Linked DNA regions of Mus musculus: region 1 is linked to region 2. The links are chromatin contacts, called in public Hi-C maps. All regions are on one chromosome and are shown on one strand. Each heading gives the region's core, a stretch centred on a gene start, on an enhancer-like site or on the middle of the called end of the contact. The rest is flanking DNA. Distances are from core to core; before and after follow the strand shown. Region 1 has its middle 15 kb from the start of Gm52637. Region 2 has its middle 51 kb from the start of 1700036G14Rik.

Region 1 (6,697 bases), core at 3,280-5,779, 100 kb before region 2:
TGGCTGAGAGATTGCAATACCCATCAGGTTGTTGGAATTTTAGTTTGAGAAGTTGACCTAGAGGCAGGGAACACTGGCTTGCTTTTTGTTAACTCTCTTCTCCCTCCCAGAAAGCTCAGCAAAATAAATTCAAGAGAGTCATAAATGGAAAATTAGGTTTAAACAAAAACAGTAATAACTAAGAACTATAACCAACACTGATATAACTGTTTTATCACGGTGAGCTTCCTAGTAGCTATGATGAAAAGGGAAACTAGTAGGGTAAGTCTAACTGCATATAGCTCAAGTCTTCTTGTTGGAAAAGAAACAAAGTTATTTTGTGTGAGCACTGGATTTTAAAACAAAATTCTCTTAATGGATTTTGAGCTAAGTAAAGAGCAGGCTACCAGTCATATTTGGGGGGGGGGATATGGTTAGCAAAAGCCATTTAGCTGTTACTCCTATTCTTTTGGAAAGGAGGGAGGGGAGTGTGGGTCAAGTCCAGCAGGCAAAGTAGAGGAAACAGGAGTGACTGGAGTGACTGAGGTCTTTGGAAAATAGCTTATAAATGGTGATGATAAAACGCTTTCCATCTAAGCTCTGCCCCACCCAGTGTGCAATAGTGCATGTGCTTTTGTGTGTGTGTGTGTATGTGTGTGTGTGTGTGTGTGAGAGAGAGAGAGAGAGACAGAGAGAGACAGAGACAGAGACAGAGACACAGAGAGACAGAGAGACAGGGAGAGAGAGCTCTGCTTGTATTTCAAATCTCCTGATTCATGGCTGTAAATTCCTGCTGCTATCTTAGACTCTGCCTGCGAATCTGAGCCCTCCAGCACCTCCCACGTCATTCCACCCATTCCTGACCTTCTGTGACATATGGAACTACCCTGAGCTTTGCTCAAAGCCATGGAGGGAGGCCACTGGAGCAATGGAATGCAGACAGAGGCAGCAGCCTCCGTGGACATACCAAGCTTTTAGTGAACTGCTTTGGGCTGTTCTGTGTCACAGCAGAGTGATCCCAGGCCACAGTGACATAGGCAACCTATGGCAGAGCTGTTTTCTTGGACTAGTAGGCTAGCCTTGGGTAAGGGCAGTGCTGCCTCTTCTCCCAGCTATGTGGTAGAATACCAGTTGCTGTGAATGAAGGTATCTAGCACAGTCCATTGAATGCAGCCGACTACAGCTATTGTTCATTTCTTCTTCCCTCTGGCTTCTGCTCATCTTTTCTTCTTGTCCTTCCTGCTTCTCTGTCTTTCCTTACCACTCCCTCCATTCTACAAGTTCCTGCTATATGTGGATATACACATATATACATATATATACATATATAAATATGCACATACACATAAACATGTATGCCACACTCTTCCTGCTGCTGGGCTTGGAGACCTTTGCTGACCACCCCTGCTGGATCGACTTGCTCTGACATCTGCTTCTACAGCCTTTTTACAGTCCTCTCCTTTTGACTTCTCATGGCAGCACACCTATGTCTGTATGATTAGTTGATTAAAGTAAAATTTAAATTTACAATCATCCCTCAGCATTCCGTGGGGTTGACTCCTGGACCTTTGCCACCTTGGCTACTCAAGTTCTTTATATAAAATGGTATATATTGCCTAATCTCCATATTTGAACTATCTGTAGATTACTGATAATTCCTAAATATATTGTGAGTGTGATATACATAGTTGTATTGTTGTGGGGTAATGACAAGGAAGAATAGTCTGTTCATGCTCAGCACAATTGTCATTTAACATTTTTTCCACCCTGGCTGGTTGACCTAGGGTTATAGATTCTGTGTATTCAGAGGCCTAACTGTATTTTCATGATTAGTCTGCAGAGAGTGGAATGCACTCCTAGCCACCTTTAGATTCTCACTGTTGCAATAGCATCAAAGGCTCACTAAGGGGAAGGGTTTTTCTTCCGGTCAAGACAATGGGATCTTTGGCTGAGTAGAGGTGAACATTCTATCTAGTTGGGCTAGTCAATCGCCTGGCTAAGCCCTTTAGGAAGCATTCAGGGATACGTGGAATAATTATCTCTTTACTGAAATAATGTTCTTTTTCTCCCCAGAAACCTGGACTGCCTGCCTTTGAGTCCAGTCTCAGATTGGGATAACCTTTTCTTTTCTTCTCTTCTGATACCAGCTTGAACTTGGGCATGTTCTTCTTTAACACGTTGAGCTCTCCGACTCGTTTCTGAAGCTGAGGCTGCCTGTGCTCCACGTGGCTCAGTCCACTGCTCGACAGAAAACTTGAGGTCCAACAGCTTGCCTTTCTTTCTCTCCCCTGTCTTCCTTCGCTGGGCAGCAGCCTCTTTTCCTTGTTTGCCTGATCACTTGTTTTTGTTTTAAACTCTAATACCGTTTTTTGTCTCCTGGTGGGGCCTCCTCCACCCCTAGGAAGCTCTGGACATTTCATTGAGCAGTGCTAATGAGGAGGAGCAAGATGTCCTACCCTCTGCCCCCACACTGACCTAGGAGGCATGGTTGGGTCACTTTTGAGTGTTCAGAAAGAAAGCAGTCTCCCTATCATTGCCCAGCATTTGTTCGCTGACTGAATTCATTTTCTAGGGCTGGCTGGCAAAATTCCACAGACTTGGGAGATAAAAGCAACATGAATTTACCTCTTCACAGTCCTGAAGCAGAAGCCCGGAATCCAGGTTGAACCAGGATGGCTCCTTCTGAGGAGGAATTTGGTTTACAGATGACTACTTTTTTTCTGTCATTACATCTTCTCTTTATATATATCCAAATTTCTCGTAAGGATGCTGGCCTCCAGATCAGGGGCTTCAGTAATGACTTTACTAACTGACTTGCCTCTTTAAAGACCCTGCCACCAACTACAGTCCCATTCTTAGATCCTGGGGGTCAGGGCTTCAGAAATTGAAGTTCAGCCTGCAGCTGTTCCTCTAGAGCAGTGGCTCTCAACCTTCCTGATACTGCAGCCCTTTAATATAGCTCCTCATGTTGTGGTTACCCCCAACCATAAAATTATTTCATTGCTACTTCATAACTGATATTTTGCTGCTGTTATGAATAACCATGTAAATATCTGGTGTGCAGAATGTCTGATACGTGACAGCCCTACCCCCAATGGGTTGAGACCCACAGGTTGAGAAACACTGCTCTAGAGACTAATTCCCATTTACCAAGTATCCTCAGTTGAAGTGTCTATGCTTTCTGTGCCTGTTTCTCATCTGGAAAAAAAAATGTTCCACCTCACTGAGTGGCAGAACTAACAACTAACTGAACGAGTTGGTGCCCAGAGGGACCAGGGACAATGGTTCATGGTAAAGGGAACCGTTGGTGAGTATTACTTACCCTTAAGGAAACCGTAGTGGGCAATCTGGGTCTAAGAATTTGGTCCGTGCCTTCAGGATGTTCACAGGTCTTCGGGTTAAAGATAAACCCAATAAATACAAGAACCGAGACACTGCTCTCTGAACCACCCTTGCTGGGAGAAGTCAGAAGAGAACGGAGCACCAGCAACTGAGCGATTCCCTTTGAGTTTCAGAGCTGCCAGAAGCCCTGGGTCCCCCGGGTGCTCGAGAGGGTGCTTCCCAAGAGAAGGCAGAGTCCCTGCGGACTCTTCATCTTCACAACCATCATCTGTGGCTTTCTGCACATCATCAGAGCTACCGAGGGATAAATGTCCCCTCTCCAAAGAGTGACCAGGGTCTCTCTGCCCTTCTTCAGACCCCGCCGTGTCACTCTCTGGGTGCCGCTTCCTGTTCCATAGAACTTTTGGTGAATTCTAATTGATCCTGCCACTACCTGCCTGGCTACCGTATCCGATGGGGCCACTTCTCAGCCCTGGGTTAGGCAGGAGCCAGTCTCTGATCCCCTTGGAAAGCATGTGTCGCTTTCCCTCTGCTGACTTTGGAGGCCCAGAGCTGCAAGAAGAGGAGGTATCATCATGCCCCAACTTGCCTCCACTGCCTGTTTCCTCCTTCCCTCTGGCCTTCACTCGGCCCTCATCTCAGTTGGACCTTCCTGCCATCACGTCACTGGGGGGGGGGGGGGGGTGTGCTCTCTTTGCCATTATGTCACTGGGAGCGTGCTCTCAACGCCATCACGTGACTGGGAGCGTGCTCTCTACGCCTCTAATATGTCATCTATTTTCTGACTCCTTGAGGGTAAGGAGGCTTGTCTCCAAGATGAGCGCCCCGGTACATAAAGCACAAGTGTTTGGTGAATGAAAGAAGATACTCTTGAAATGTTGTGAGCTCCGACTCCCAGAGCCAATGAGGGTCAGAGACAGTGAAGCTTTTTGTCTAGACCCTGGCATCTGCCGATCTCTATAGGCAGATGTGAGGGGATTGCCCAGCACATTGTCAGTCTCACTCTAACAGCCCCGAAGCTGGTGGTATTCCCCAAGGATGGACGATGGTCAATCCCTGCTGCAGGATTAACGTGCTTATGCCATTTGCATTAGCCTGTTTGCAACGACAATAAATTCATTTCTAAAGTCCTCTGAGAGAGGGATGAGTATTATCCCCTGACCCGCAGGACAAGGTTAAGTGACCACCCCAAATGAACACAGCTAGTAAGTCCAAGGTTTAGACACTGAGTTCAGAGCGCTCTGACCCCAAGCCTTGCTCTCTGAGCACTCATCTCTTTCTGGTGCTGTAGGTATTTTAAGCTGTGCCTGGGCTTGCTCACCAGATGGCTTTTTAATCTCTCTCCTGTTGCTACATTATTAATCTCTAAATTGTTTAGCGGTGAGATGAACTGGTACAGGGGCGAGGCTTCCTGGAAGAACTGCTGACATTTTACAAGGGCCTGGGAGGGTGGTGCAGCTTTGGGTAGAGGAGGGAGAGACAGCAGCTCACTAGGGCTGGGGAAATAACAGTGGAACTCTGCAATATGGCACCTACCATTCTGGAAACCAGACAGATACACTCTTTTCTCTTAACAAAAAAAAAAGCTGTGCGCTCAAATTAGTCAAACATTTAACTGTCGGTGGCTTCCTGATAGTGCCTGCTCCAAAAGGGATAAAAAAACAAACCTCCTTGCAACTCCATTTTCAGAGTGTCTATGACTCGATGAGACATTGGGTTGTTTTTCTCCCTCGCTGCAGAGTGATGGATGCTTCCGGCAGAGTTGCAAGTAGCAAAGTCCCACAGCCTGGAAGCTTTCCCTCGCTTATAGAGTGAGTCATGCTAATCCTGCAGAGGGGCAGCTGCCATACGCCCTTCGAATAGGCTGCGTGTAGGAGGTCGATGGAGTTTGATGGGGCTCTTGGGTGGCTGCATCTCCACGGAATGGAGGGCATGGTGCCCTCAGATGAGCAGAACAGAGGGAGGCTAGAAATCTGAAAAGCTAAGTTATTCTGCCGAGCATAAAGCATTTGAACCTGCCCCACCCTTCCCACTTCCCGTCTGCTCGTTATTCACCACAGTAATATTTGGGCACTTTGAAAAGAACGATATTTTAAAATGAAGCTATTCCAAGGAGAAGGAAAAATATCTTCATTTGGCATCCACCAGTCATGCAAATTAGCCCAAATAAAAATAAGACTGAAGGCAACTTCGAATATTATTGTACTTTTCCAGGCTCCTGCCAGTCTCTGCTGTCAATTGAAACCACCCTCCATCCTGGGTGACAATGATGTAAGCAGGGCTTATGATCTTGCCCAGATCCGTGCAGAAGCAGGCACTCAGAAAGCATGGATACCAGAGATTCTTTATGCAGATCTTGTTAGAACCTAGTCCTTGAAGTGACATGGCGCTCTCCATGACAGGACTTTGTACAAGTATGTTTCTACAGTGTTGATGATACATTGTTGGTTCATTAAAGATTAGTCTATCAAATATCCTAAGACTCCCCACGTTCTTCCTGGGAGACCAGTCCAAGTACCTGCAGAAGGGGGCAGAATTAGAAGGGTCAGATATGATGCAGACTGTTTAGAAACTCCACACCCCTTGCTATGAAACAGACGTGGAAGTGGATGAAGAATTTCCAGGACCCCTTGTCCAGGAAGTCCTCACAATGGTACCCAAGTCACTCCTCTCGTGCTTCTGAGGCGATGAAGCTGTGTCTTTTCTCTCTCCTTTCACTTCTGTCTGCTCTGCCCCTCTCTTTCTTTTCTGTCCTTAGTCTCTCTTTTGCCTTCTCTCCTTCCTATGTGAATGTACACTGTGTTTGTTCTGGGCTGCAGGGTCACCTCCACTTGCTATACATAAGCCCAGAACTGAAGATACATTCCATGGTTATTTGAGACAATGGTTGATGCTTCTTACTGTTGGTTTCCTAGCGTTGTGATTGAAATGGCATCACTGGATACAGTCTCAAAGTCCTTCCCCCACACTATTTATGGACAGTTCTGAAAGTTCTCAGCCATCTATATTTGTACTAAGCTACTATTTCAGTGTGATGTCAAAGCAACTGGGACAACATCCTCACTTGGCTAGTCACAGAGGAGACAAACATGTTGGTATAGATGTTTTACATTTGTCTTTCAAGGGTCATGAGGTTGGTGGCTGCAGAGATATCACACCAATGGAACCTATGAGCTAGCAATCCTTCCTTCAAAAACAATCTTCTTTCAATAAGTCCTCTCTTTCCTCTTTCCATGTTTTTTTCCCCTTCTCTTCCTTCTCTCCCTCTGGCAAGATCCTGTTCTTCAGCTTAGAAAACTTTCCTGTGTGGAACATACAGGAGCTGTATGGAGAAGGACAGAGCCATCCAAAGGAGGCTGAGCAGATTTCTGAACTG
Region 2 (6,225 bases), core at 3,523-6,022:
GGCTCTGGCTGGCTGGTTCAACTCAGCTGTCCTGGCTCAAACTCCTCTCTAAGCTGGCTGAGTCAGTCTGCCTTCTCTCTCTCTTGGACTCTCCAGAATTTCTCTGTTTGGCCTCATACTAACTTTGTCAATATGTTCTAATCTTCTGGATCCTCATTCTCTGGTTTGTTCTGCTTTAATCTATGTCTACCTTGTTCTCTGATGAGCCTGTCTCCGTAAAACTCTACCAGTAAAACTGCCTCCTTTCTTTCTCTCTATCTCTGCACTGCTCTCTCTTATAAGTATCCTCTATTTTCCTCTTATGAGAATTGAGCATATCCTAGTCTGTTAAATCTTTCTCTGATTCATCACTTTGTCTGCCACTCAATTAGACATCATCACTTTCAAACATGGATGCTTCCTTCTACAAACTAACTTTACCTTCATTGTTTGGGATTAAAGGTGTGTACTAAGAGTGTGTCTGTATTCATTGACTCGGATCCCTTTCCTCTAGCCACACAGCTGTGGCTTCCTGCAAAGTCCAGATCACAGCACGAAAGGTTAAGGAGGCAAAGTCTGACAGTCAGATTTGACCTTCAAATTTTTTAACCATTAGATAAATAAACACCCAAGTTAGGCATGGTGTCATAGGCCTGTAATCCCAGCACTCAGGAGGTCGAGACAGGAAAGGCCAGCCTGGGTTACATGGCAAAGTCCTGTCTACTCAGCTATTAAAAACAATGAATTTATGAAATTCCTAGGCATGGATGGACCTAGAGGGTATCATCCTGAGTGAGGTAACCCAATCACAAAAGAACTCATATGATATATACTCACTGATAAATGGATATTAGTCCAGAAACTTAGAATACCCAAGATACAATTTGCAAAACACATGAAACTTAAGAAGAACAAAGATCAAAGTGTAGACGCTTCGCCCCTTCTTAGAATTGGAAACAAAGATGAAACAAAAGGATGGACCATCTAGAGACTGCCACACCTGGGGATCCATCCCATAATCAGCCTCCAAACGCAGACACCATTGCATATGCCAGCAATATTTTGCTGAAAGGACCCTGATATAGCTGTCTCTTGTGAGGCTATGCCAGTGCCTGGCAAATGCAGAAGTGGATGCTCACAGTCAGCTATTGGATGGAACACAGGGCCCCCAATGGAGGAGCTAAAGAAAGTACCCAAGGAGCTAAAGGGGTCTGCAACCCTATAGGTGGAACAACAATATGAACTAATCAGTACCCCCAGAGCTCGTGTCTCTAGCTGCATAAGTAGCAGATGATGGCCTAGTCAGCCATCACTGGGAAGAGAGGCCCCTTGGTCTTGCAAACTTTTTATGCCCCAGTACAGGGGAACACCAGGGCCAAGAAGTGGGAGTGGGTGGGTAGGGGAGCAGGGGGGTATGGGGGACTATAGGAATAGCGTTTGAAATGTAATTGAAGAAAATACCTAATAAAAGATTTGAAAAAACAAAATACTCAAAAGGAAAAAAAAATATCCGGCAAGATATCTCAGTGGGGATAGATAATTGCTTTCAAGGCTGATTGGCTTAAGTTTGTCCCCAGGACCCACATGGTGGAAGGAGAGAACTACTGACTCCCACATGGCCCCACACTGGTGAGTACCACACTGGTGAAGTTTCTATGGTGACTGTAGGGTTGGAGAGGTTACCGGAGGCTGCTTCATGTGACACTTTACCTGCCACTGCCTTCTCCGGATAATTTCCTATCATATCTCCACTACCTCATTCATTGGTTTGAAGTTTTCTAGAACTTTTATGGTGCGTGAGGTGCTCTACTAGGAGTCAGAGATATTACTTCTGAGAAAACCTGAAGCTATGCTTGTTCTCACAGAGCTGATAATCTACTGGGAGAGACAGACATAAAATACGAAAAAAGCACTACACATAGAAATACAACCATAAATTGAGTTACATGCCCTGAAGAGAAGTTGAGATCTCTAGAAACGTAACCAAAGTGGGTTATGCAGAGAGAAAGCTATGGTTGTATTGTAAATGTTTATAATATTTTAATTAATTATTTGAAAATTCTCTTAATACATACAGTGTATTGTTACTGCATGATTATGTTTTTATGCCCTTGTCTCCACATGATTCTAGTTATTATCAACAGGACAATATGTTCAGATTATCTGTGCTTATTCACCAGACTAGTGTCTGCACACACGGAGACATTAAGCCATTTTTGTTTGTGTGCACCAGATTCTCATTCAGTCATGGATTCTTTGCATGCACAGACATCACAAATTCTGCTCCTCAAGGAACAGGAGTCCCTTAACCAGATCATTCCTCATCTCTGAGTGCTTCTAATAGCGACGGTGAGATTCCTCAGGAGCAATCTTCAAAACACCCAGCTTCCTGTTAGGATTCGTACGATGCTAGATAAATACCAGGTGCACTGTCCTCTGTACCCACTGATGGTCAGAAACCACTCTGCCTGAAGTAGCTTAGGTAAGCAGAAGAAAAAGAAAGAGGGGACAGTCTTCATGGTGACTGGTAGCTGAAGCATGCTCAGAGCATACCACAGCTGGACATCATGTGACCACTCAAACAGGCCCTAAGACCACTCCAAACCAGCTGGAACCAACATGGCTGATTGGGAGTACCACTGCTCACTTGCCTTTGCTTCATTGTAATGGCATGCCCACTAATAGCCTTCAGAAACAACTGTTCCCATCATACCCCTGATGCCATGACACATCAATGAAACAAACTCCCTCTCCCCCAAAGCAGCTTTATCAGAACAGCAAAGTGGGGCAGAGCAAATTGGAGAACAGTCTTTATTTCAAAAAATTCCTGAAATGTGTGAAAACACACACACACACACACACCCCATATCTTAACTCATAAATAATCTGGTCCACCATTCAAGTTTGTCCTTAAAAGGAACCATTCAAAGCCATTGAAACCCGGAAGGTGCACACCCACCTCCACACTCACTGTGAACACCTTTACTCCACAGTAAAACTCCTGCCTGATTGCTTACTTCATCTGTTCCTAAATATTTTTTATGACAGTGACAAGAACCTGAAAGGACTGGATAGAGGTCTCAGTCAGTGTCCCGTGTCACCCCCTACTCCTGCACAGTCCGTAGCACCCTGTCTGCAATTTAGACTTTCTCTCACTTTCTGGCAAGGATAACTTCCCTTTAAGCTTATCTGATGGAGATCAAACCCCATGTCCAAAGCTACAACAAGGTCCTTCCCACGTAGTCTCCGAGGAGAAGCCAGAAAGACCTTCTTCAGCCTGGTCCCCGTCGGCCCTGAGCTTGACATTATTGGTCTCTACTATTTTACCAACTCTCAACTAGATGAATGCATGTTATACCCCAGAAAGAGATGCGTATTTCTTCCGTAATGGCTTCTTGGCTATGGATATGGTCTATAGCTCTTTGATTTACATTCCCTGGTTATAGTCTTTTTATCAGGCTCCAACACTTGCAGTAGATAGTTCAATATTCTAATCCTTCTTATTTAACCAAGGAGTAATGTATTAAGGCAAGATGCTTTGTCAAAGATAGAAATGGTTTCATTTGATAGGCAGAACCACCTAAGGGGAAATGAAGAATGCAACTACCGACTGTCATGGCTTGTCTTCTCCAGGCAGTAAACAGATTTGGTTGGTGTGTTGTACAGGGCTGAGTGAGGTACTTCGGCTCCTTACCTAGGTTCAGTATGCAGTAAAGGAAGGTCTCTGCATGGTAAGTCCTCAGAGGGCAGAGATAGAGTGTTTTCAAACAGCCATAGCCCAGCAGCTACCCCAGTATGTTCACAATCACTCATAAAGGACAAGTAGTTTGCTTGTTTGCAGTACTAGGGGTCCCGCTCAGGACCTTATGCATGCTAGGCAAGTGTTCTAGCACTGAGCTGTAGCCCCAGACCTAGGAATCTGTAGCTCTGGGAGGAGGGGGGAGGGTTGAGGTCACCAAACCAGACAAGAGGATAAAAATAGGCTTCAAAAGAATCATGAAGGATCCAGAGGCTTAAGACAAAGGATGATGAGAACCAGGCCCAAGAGGATCCTGGGGCAGGACCTTCAGGGGCCTGATGTCTGTCTCTGCTCCATAGAACTAGATCCTTGTGGTGGGATGGGCCAAAGACACATCCAGAGAGCACAGTCCAAGCTCAATGGGTCTAAACACATTTGGCAAATGGACTACTCATTTTGCTAGAGAAAAAGCCTCCTGCTCATTCAAAATATTAGCACATGTTTCAATATCTTTTGCAGAGATGACACTGAACACAGTCCAAACATGTGCATCATACATTTGTCTGTCAGATGGCCTAGTTTCAGGCTAGTTCCATTTTTATTTAAATTTCATCAAGCTCTATCAGAGGATTGGAAGTAACTGAGTACTTGCTGGGGCAGATGCAGGCAAAGGACACAGGTGAAGAGACACAGCACATTTGCATAGTGGTCCACTGCCCACCAGTCACCCTCCCACCATCCTGCCCAAGGAAGTCCCTGTGAGCCATGTGCTTAATGTCGTTCATCAGCCAGAACTCGATGGTGTGAGCTAATTCACTTTTTCTATCCCCACTCCCTGTCCTGGATAATTTATGTATTTTGTCATTATGTTATTTTTATGACATGACAGTGAAATACCTTTCTAGAACTCACATTCAAATCGATTAAAGCAGTAACTACCCCGAGAATAGATTGTGTTCTTTATAATGTAAAGAGCACTCCCCTGCACCCAGTCCCACCCTCATTATGTTTCCCCACAGATGACAGCCTTGTAATTAGTTGCTGTTTTTAGTTCTTGTGGGTTTTTTCTCATCTCCAAATGGTATGTTTATGCTGCTGTGTCTTGATCACCCACCTTAGCAGACATCAGCTCTCTGCTTCCATCCATGGAGAAGTTGTGATTCATGGCTCCCACTCCCTCCAAGGTTTTCAAAGTCTTTGAAGAAAGAGAGAGACAGTTTTCTTTCTCTGTGGCTGCAGTAATGATAGAAAACCCTTTAAATTCTACCCCATCAACAGTCAATGATACCTCTGACTTATTTTCCTGCAAGACGAGAGTGTGGTGTCTGTGTTTCCTCTTCTCTTCTTTCCCTCCAAGCCCTACCTACTCTGTGACCACAGTAAAATTTCCCCGGCTTTGTTTATAGGCACATTCTAAAAACTGAAAGCCAGAGCACACTGCTTACTCCATCACAGCTATGTAAATATTGTTGATTACACAGCAAGTAGCGATAGGACCATGATTCCATGGCTGCTTCCCAGTTCCAATGTCACGACCTGCGTGCCACTCACAGCAAACTGTCCTTAGCGTCAAGCACAGCCTTCCTCACACTCATGTGGGTGCTCTGTGTAAGGCTTCATTTTAGTTACTATTTGGATTAGGACTTAGTTGTAGAACTTTCTGTTTTACCTGGAGTTTCTGATTGCTTCTTCTCCCCCCTTGTTGATAGATTTTTTTTTTCTTTATCTCCAGAACTTTTATTCATGTCCACTTATTTCTAGGAACGGAGTCCAGTCCTCTTAAAAAGTAATCCTCTTGTAATCTGCTGATAGTCTGCTTTAATTCAAACACATCTCTGCTAGCTGACAACCGGCATCCAGGAATTTCCTGGGTGAGCTTAATCCCATCTTATATTAAAAAGGCTTTCCTTTCCTGGGAGTTTTCATTTGTTTTTCTGGACTCTGTGCACTGAGCTTCTTGAGAAGGAAACCACACATAAGACTCTTTCTTAACCATTGGGGTCTGACCCTCCCATATGCTTACCTTTCAACGCTTGTTGTTTGGTTCGATAGAACATTCTAGTTTTCAAATGTTCTCTTCTGGGGACTTTCAAAGGCAACCCTCCTGCACGCTGTTATTATGGATTCTCTTTCCTTCCAGGGCCTTACTGCTTCTTCTCTTTCGACACTTGGAGTCTTCTGTCCTCCTTCTGTCCTCCTTCTGTCCTCCTTCTGTCCTCCTTCTGTCCTCCGATTCTGAAACTCCACAGTACATCAGACTGGACTTCCTTGATGAGGGTTTGGTAGGTTGGTGTTCCGAAAGCTTCCAGCCTCCTTTCTTCCCTATTCCCTCTGGTTTAGATTCCCATTGGTTTTTATGCCTTCTCTCTTTGGAATTCCTAATAGCCAGTGCCAGGATTAATTGTTGAGCGTCTCTCCATTCTCTTTCCACCGTCTTCTTTTCCCTGTGTGCTCTGAAAGTTCTTTCTCGCCTCTATATTCCATCATTTCTATTGCTTTCCTAAGTT

What was found. A called contact is a pair of places that touch in the nucleus more often than the background predicts.
Region 1: a Hi-C map of cortical neurons shows a contact between it and region 2, with 3 times the contacts expected there. The contact joins two enhancer-like sites. A contact is called at or near these places in 1 of 39 promoter capture datasets (hippocampal neurons), 5 of 484 Hi-C or Micro-C datasets (the HL-1 cell line, cardiomyocytes, cortical neurons and 1 more) and 2 of 115 datasets of contacts at active chromatin or transcription factors (cardiomyocytes and neural progenitor cells).

What each region holds. Positions count from the first base shown.
Region 1 is chr3:85,367,418-85,374,114 of GRCm38.p6, reverse strand. No RefSeq gene overlaps it. Among named protein-coding and RNA genes, the nearest start is that of Gm52637, 15 kb to the left of the region's middle. Within about 2 kb of position 4,529, at least 59 of the 459 cell types and tissues checked have an H3K27ac peak or open chromatin away from gene starts, as enhancers often do. A contact at or near this core is called in cortical neurons and hippocampal neurons, where this site is marked.
Region 2 is chr3:85,263,733-85,269,957 of GRCm38.p6, reverse strand. No RefSeq gene overlaps it. Among named protein-coding and RNA genes, the nearest start is that of 1700036G14Rik, 51 kb to the left of the region's middle. Within about 2 kb of position 4,772, at least 15 of the 459 cell types and tissues checked have an H3K27ac peak or open chromatin away from gene starts, as enhancers often do. A contact at or near this core is called in cortical neurons and hippocampal neurons, where this site is marked.